2 separate regions of the Drosophila melanogaster genome follow, and region 2 is linked to region 1. A link is a contact called in public Hi-C data. All regions are on one chromosome and are shown on one strand. Each heading gives the region's core, a stretch centred on a gene start, on an enhancer-like site or on the middle of the called end of the contact. The rest is flanking DNA. Distances are from core to core; before and after follow the strand shown. Region 1 holds the start of Fic (Fic domain-containing protein). Region 2 holds the start of Rchy1 (Ring finger and CHY zinc finger domain containing 1).

Region 1 (2,919 bases), core at 256-2,755:
TGGGTAGCCTGCTCGCATCAACAGCGTGTTCATCAGCAGACGTGAGGTGCGTCCATTTCCATCGACGAATGGGTGAATATGGACCAACTTGTAGTGTGCAAGGGCTGCATAGCTGAAAGTAGGTAGTAAGCTTAAGGATTATTCCTTCTGGGCCAGCTGTTTAATACTCACTTGACAGGATGCAGTGTGCTACTGTGCTCCGAGTTTAGCCACCGTTCGAAACGCTGCATTAGCAGCGCGAGATCGCCGGGACCTGGCGGTATGTGACCTCCAACATACACCTGGTTACGTCGGAACTCGCCCCCTTCAATTGGGTCCACATGCCCCAGAACTCTGCGATGCAGCTCGAGGATGTCCTTAATAGTGATATCGATTCTGTGAACAATTCAGATAGATTGTTTCATACTGCCTAGCTATATCCAATTTCAACTTACTTTTGCACCAGACTAGCGTTTATGTACTTCATAGCCAGATCCATGCCCAAGATCTCGTTGTGCTCGTCAATGGATTTGCCGTCTACGGCCATGCGGGTCTCTAGGATAGACCTCGTCTGTGCCAGCGTCATGGTGTTGCCCTCAATGCCTACTGAGTGGTAAATGTGCTGGAAGTAGGCTTCTTTCTTTGCCCGTCGCAGGGCTCCGTTGGACTCGTGAATGGCGGAGAGGGCGTCTCGTTTGGAGTCCAGCGATTCCAGGCGGCGTTCGTCCAGACTCTGCACCACGTCTGCCGTGCGCTGACGGTTGGCTAGTGCCTCGGAGTTGCTCGGGCTGATGGTCAGAGCCTGAAAGTAGTACTGATCCGCCAGCACAATGTTGCGCTGGTTGTGCTCAAGGAACTCGCCGTAGCGCAGTAGGACTTCCGGGTGTCGGGGCGCTAGAGCGAGAGCATGTTCGAATAGACGCGCCGCCTTGTCATCCTTCCCCGCCAGGTACAAGTCCTGGGCCATTCGCAGTGCCCCCAGCGCCTCCTTGATGTTCGTCTGCTCCGCCTCCGTGTAGCTGGCGCCGACACTGTCGCTGACGCTCTTGTCGTAGAATTCTTTGAAGGCATTTAGCTCCTCCACGGAGTACAGTGCGAACTCGTCACGCGTCTGCAAGTAGTGGGCGGTCGGCAGATGATGGAGCTGCCGCAGTTTCCAGACCAGATTCGTTGAGCTTAGGGCATGAAACGTCCAGGCCGCCAGGCTGCCAGCGACGAAGATCAGTACAAAGCGATAGAGGCGGGCAGGCTTCGGATTTTGTGCCTTACAGAGAGGCGGATTCTCTTGATCTTGCTGCTGAGCAGGTGGACTCGGTTGTTCTGCTTCCGTGCCCATGGCCAATGCTTTAGGTTCCTTTGTGTTTCACGCGAATTTTGAATACTTGACACGCCAGGTACATGTTACGTTGAGTCCAAACGCTGGAAGACGTGTGGCCAAAATTATTGTTTATCTGCAATATTGCAGTCGTTGCGGTCTGACTTCTAGCACCACGTACTTGCTTCTTCTTCTTCTTTTCTACGTGTGACCGTTTCTGATATAAATCGCAACGACATCCACATGTTCCACAGCGGAACGGTGGACTTGGGAACATAGTGGATGTTATTTTGAATTCAAATTTTAAAACAAAAACCAATAAGTCTCGAAATTGTCTGCAATCTATCAAATTATAGAAATATGTTTAGTGTTTAAGACTCGCAAAAAGATATATTATTTTGTTTCACTTTCTAAGACAGATTATTATTAGCTTGTTCGCAATAATACAATATGTATTTAATACTCATTTAACTTCGCTCACAAATTAAAACGAAATATATTTGAAATGGGTGAATAATGCAAAATCGACATGAAAAGAGCTTATTAAAAAATGCCCTCTTGTTTTTTTTTTTCAACTATGATATGAAGTTCTGCAAAGCACAGTTGTACTTCTACCTCTCATTCGTAGAAACCATTCTTGTTCTTCGGCTGGGGAAGCCCACCAAATCCGTCAAGTCATTGCGGTCGAATTTCCAAACAATTCAATAAACAGTAACATTCTAATCAGCAGACAGAACGGATATATGGCAGATACCCGAGTCTTGCCGATTTGGACTGAAATAGAGCCTAAGGTCACCAGATTTGCATATTTCTACCTAACTGCCTTGAATCACTTGGAGTACCCAAATCCGTGTTCTCCCCTCGAGTCGTGTAAAGAGCACCTCATGAGATCACGCATTTGCTGGCTATTTCGATCTAATGCGATCGGATGCAGGCGAAATAAAAGTGCTCGGAGAGCAAATGACCGACCGACCGGCTCGTGAATCATGTGTATGTATGAGGTCATGGCGAGATTCATTCATTAATTCCACTCGACTTGAGCGATGACGTAGTAATCGATTCTTCTTCTGATATTAACCATTAATGTGGAACCGGTGGGTCCATACCCGTAGATTATGTCGTACCCGTGATGATAACCCGACTCATATGTTCTCGACTGCTGATAATGCTGCTCCGCATAACGCAGCCTCTCGCGCCAAGCGATCTTTCCATAAAAGCTTCGTGCTGGGAATTCAGCTGTCAGTTGCTGTTCGACAGCGCCACAGGGCGCAGCGGTTTCATCTCGACTCGGAAAGATTTCGGTAGTGCCAGTGATTGGGGTTCAACCCACATAGTGTCCTGAATCCCATCCAATCAATTGATAATTGTGTTAAGTACTCAAAGTGTTAATTGAGTTTCCGCTGAAAAGTGATAAGAACTGTAAGTCATTACAGCAGCATAATTTGTCTGTTTACTAGCGATACGTTCGTTAGTTCGGAATAGAAAGAACTTGGGAAAATATTTAAAAATAAATAGCGACAGCCTGCAGGGGCCCAAGAAATGTGTTCCAGAAATAAGCAATACTATATTTTGGGAAAATGCATGTGTGACCCATTTGGGGGAGACGTCTTCTGTGGGGCCCTGAA
Region 2 (2,919 bases), core at 129-2,628, 41 kb before region 1:
GCAGGTGGTGGCCACTGCCATTGAGCGTAGCAAGGCGGCAACCGTTCTGGCTGCGGAGAATGCCAAAATGCTGGGGCTGCTGAATCGATTTGAGGTACACAACCACACCATGGAGGAGGACAAGTACCTGCCGGAGGCGCTGAAGGACAAGAAGTACGATTTGATCATCTCCAATCCTCCGTATGTGAAAACTGAGGAGTTTCAGTTTCTGCATCCCGAAGTCGTGGTGTAAGTGATGTTATACCAGATGGATGCAGTGCACTAACTATCTTATATCCCCAGGTATGAGAACCTTAATGCCCTGGACGGTGGGTCCGATGGATTGAGGGTGGCTCGACTGGTTTTCGACTTGGCTTGTCGGCACCTGCGTCCCGGTGGCAAGCTCTGGCTGGAACTGGGCAACGACCACCCGCCGATGGTGAAGACCATTATGAATCTGAAGTACGAGGGCCGGCTCAAGTTCATCGCCGGCTACAGTGACCAGTATCAGCGCGAGAGATTCGTTCAGATCGAGAAGGTCTAGGCGAGATTGCGCCATAGACAGGACGGAATGCTATGACTTTGACAATGCAATTAGCTATAACGTTGCCCATGCATTTAGCTGTGATTTGATTTAAGACCAGACATACCTGCACGCTGCCCAGAGACTCACACCTATATAAACAGAATATATAGCGCTATTAATCCTTAAGTTTCGTCTCTGAATCTTTTAGCAACAACCGCAGGCGGTATTACTTCACAAATATACCTGTATAAATTGCACAATGCAATTAGCTGTTTGATTTATGACCATATTATTATCAGTATACAAAAACCACAACGACTTTTACCTAAGGCTTTCTACTGCATTTTTGATCCTATAATAATGGATTAACATGATTTTAAAGATCAATAGGTTAAAAGTATAATGCACCTATAATAACTGGTCACTGATTTAAACTATGGCGATTATGATTTATAACCAGAGGCTTGCTGCCATAAATTGGAGGGTGTTAATGATCATCGCGGATCGAGTATAATGCTGTTTAATCAAACTGATGTATTCTATATCTGCGATAAGCAAAATGCTAACCATATTTTTGGCCTGAAAGATGTGTATCCTGTCAATATATAGAATCAGAATATTTCTATGCAAATTAGAAAGTTTTTGCTTAAAGTTACCACTTTAATGCTTATAGGTGTACTGATTATGAAAACAAGGACACATGTCCACAAGGATTACCATAATTATGAACCCGAGTGCATAAATCCCCCGACTTCGCATCTGAATCTTGTTGTAACCGCTCCGCTGGAGAGCTTTAAGCTCCGGAGCGGATAAAAGCTCCGACAGAGTGGCTCGGAGCAACAAGTGGCTAACTTCCGTTGCCAGTTGGAAGTCGAAACTCGCGCCGGACGAGTCTGCGGAATCCGGGTGCGCGAGTGGAACGCGGATTTAGATTGTCGTAGCTCTTTAATTCAATTGACGATTTCGAGCTGCGATCTCCTTCGTTCGGCTGGTGTGTGTTGTTTCACTTTCAAGTACGCATACATATGTGTAGTATAATTAACAAATGGCTAAATCATAATTAAAGTCGGAGTTTCAGTGGATATCACAATGAGCGCTTGATGAAAGTCAAGAAGAGGGAACTTAAAAAGCGCCGAAACAAAACAAAAACGAGAAACACGTTAAACGAGAAATTGATTTTAAAAATTCTACATAAATTTGACCATATAGATTTGGGTAAATGAATGAATGTGCATATATATGTACATGTATATATATATACATACGCCCAAACTGCGATTTGAAGGCGGTTTGAATGTGGATTGGAAACTTTTAGAAACCAATTAGCCAGATCGTGACATTACTTAATGCATTTATCCGCCCGATCGACGCGTGCAAGTGTGTGCCTGTGTGCGTGAGTGCGTGCGTGCGTAAACATGAATACCGAATTGAATCGAGTTCAAACTTGCGTTCTTTTCGCCGACTGGTTTTCCGGCGAGGCTGGCTTAATCGCCTTGCGTTTGTAATTTTAGCACACTTTCAATATTTATTGTCGGTCCCTGCTCCCCGGCGCAGAAAATGCGAATAACAATCTGAGCAAACAAGATTCGGCAACGAATTTGCAGCTTGCCGCGCTGTGCAAATAAAAGTATATATAAAAGTATGTACATATATACATTTATATATAGCTGGTAATGCCTCCTTTGGCAGCATCAATATGTGCACCTGCTACGTGCAACACCGACTTGCAGCAACAGCCAACCGATGAGCGAAAGTCGCACGCCGATTGTGTTAACAAGTGTGTGGCTGGCTGCTCCCTGCCCGCATTTTAATTCATCATCCGCACCGTGTGCCAAGGCACTGCGATTCCCAATCCGTGGAGCTGTGAACGTTTTTGGCGACCTGCAGGCTAAGCAAGCGATTTATATGCTGCCGCTCACATGGCACAAGGTCCCATCCAAAAACAGCAGCGGCCAAGATAGTAGTTCATATGCACATATTTGGGTTCTTAACAGGTTAATTGTCATTTTATAATGATATGGGTTTAATAGGTTTCCATATCTGATCCAAAACTATACAGAAATGGAAGAAAGTCATCATAGGTGATCTTTTATTTGATAATTTCTTACATAAAGTTACTACTTCTTGTTCCCCATTGTACGTTGTGTACAGTGCGCGACGGCTAAGAAAACGGAGTGAAAATCAAGATAGTCGTTATCTAGTTTAGATGGCCTTTCGCAGTCGGGGACTGGGAAACATTGAAATGCAAATACGCCGCCTCGGTAGTTTCATTTGTGTGTCAAAAATTGTGTGGGGGTGTGGGGGGTTAACCCGGCTTAGACTCTAATCTGATCGATCGGAGTGTGAGAAATGGCCTGCTAATGGAATACTTACCACTTTCCCACACTTTTCAATCGCTTCAGCCGAGTGTGTCA

Evidence for each region. A called contact is a pair of places that touch in the nucleus more often than the background predicts.
Region 2: a contact with region 1 is called in a Hi-C map of the Kc167 cell line, with 2.2 times the contacts expected there. The contact joins the promoter of Rchy1 here to the promoter of Fic in region 1. A contact is called at or near these places in 16 of 107 Hi-C or Micro-C datasets (the Clone 8 cell line, the Kc167 cell line, the ML-DmBG3-c2 cell line and 4 more) and 4 of 6 datasets of contacts at active chromatin or transcription factors (the Kc167 cell line and the S2 cell line).

What each region holds. Positions count from the first base shown.
Region 1 is chr2L:6,422,922-6,425,840 of dm6, reverse strand. Fic (Fic domain-containing protein) reads right to left here and starts at 1,505. Exons shown (of 3, transcript NM_135182.2): 1 at 435-1,505; 2 at 172-375; 3 at 1-112. The coding sequence starts at 1,315. It overlaps Tig (Tiggrin), which reads left to right and starts at 2,531. Exons shown (of 6, transcript NM_001298741.1): 1 at 2,531-2,713.
Region 2 is chr2L:6,464,128-6,467,046 of dm6, reverse strand. It overlaps Rchy1 (Ring finger and CHY zinc finger domain containing 1), which reads left to right and starts at 1,378. Exons shown (of 6, transcript NM_135186.2): 1 at 1,378-1,518; 2 at 2,908-2,919. HemK1 (HemK methyltransferase 1) reads left to right here. Exons shown (of 3, transcript NM_135187.4): 2 at 1-228; 3 at 283-830. The coding sequence ends at 523.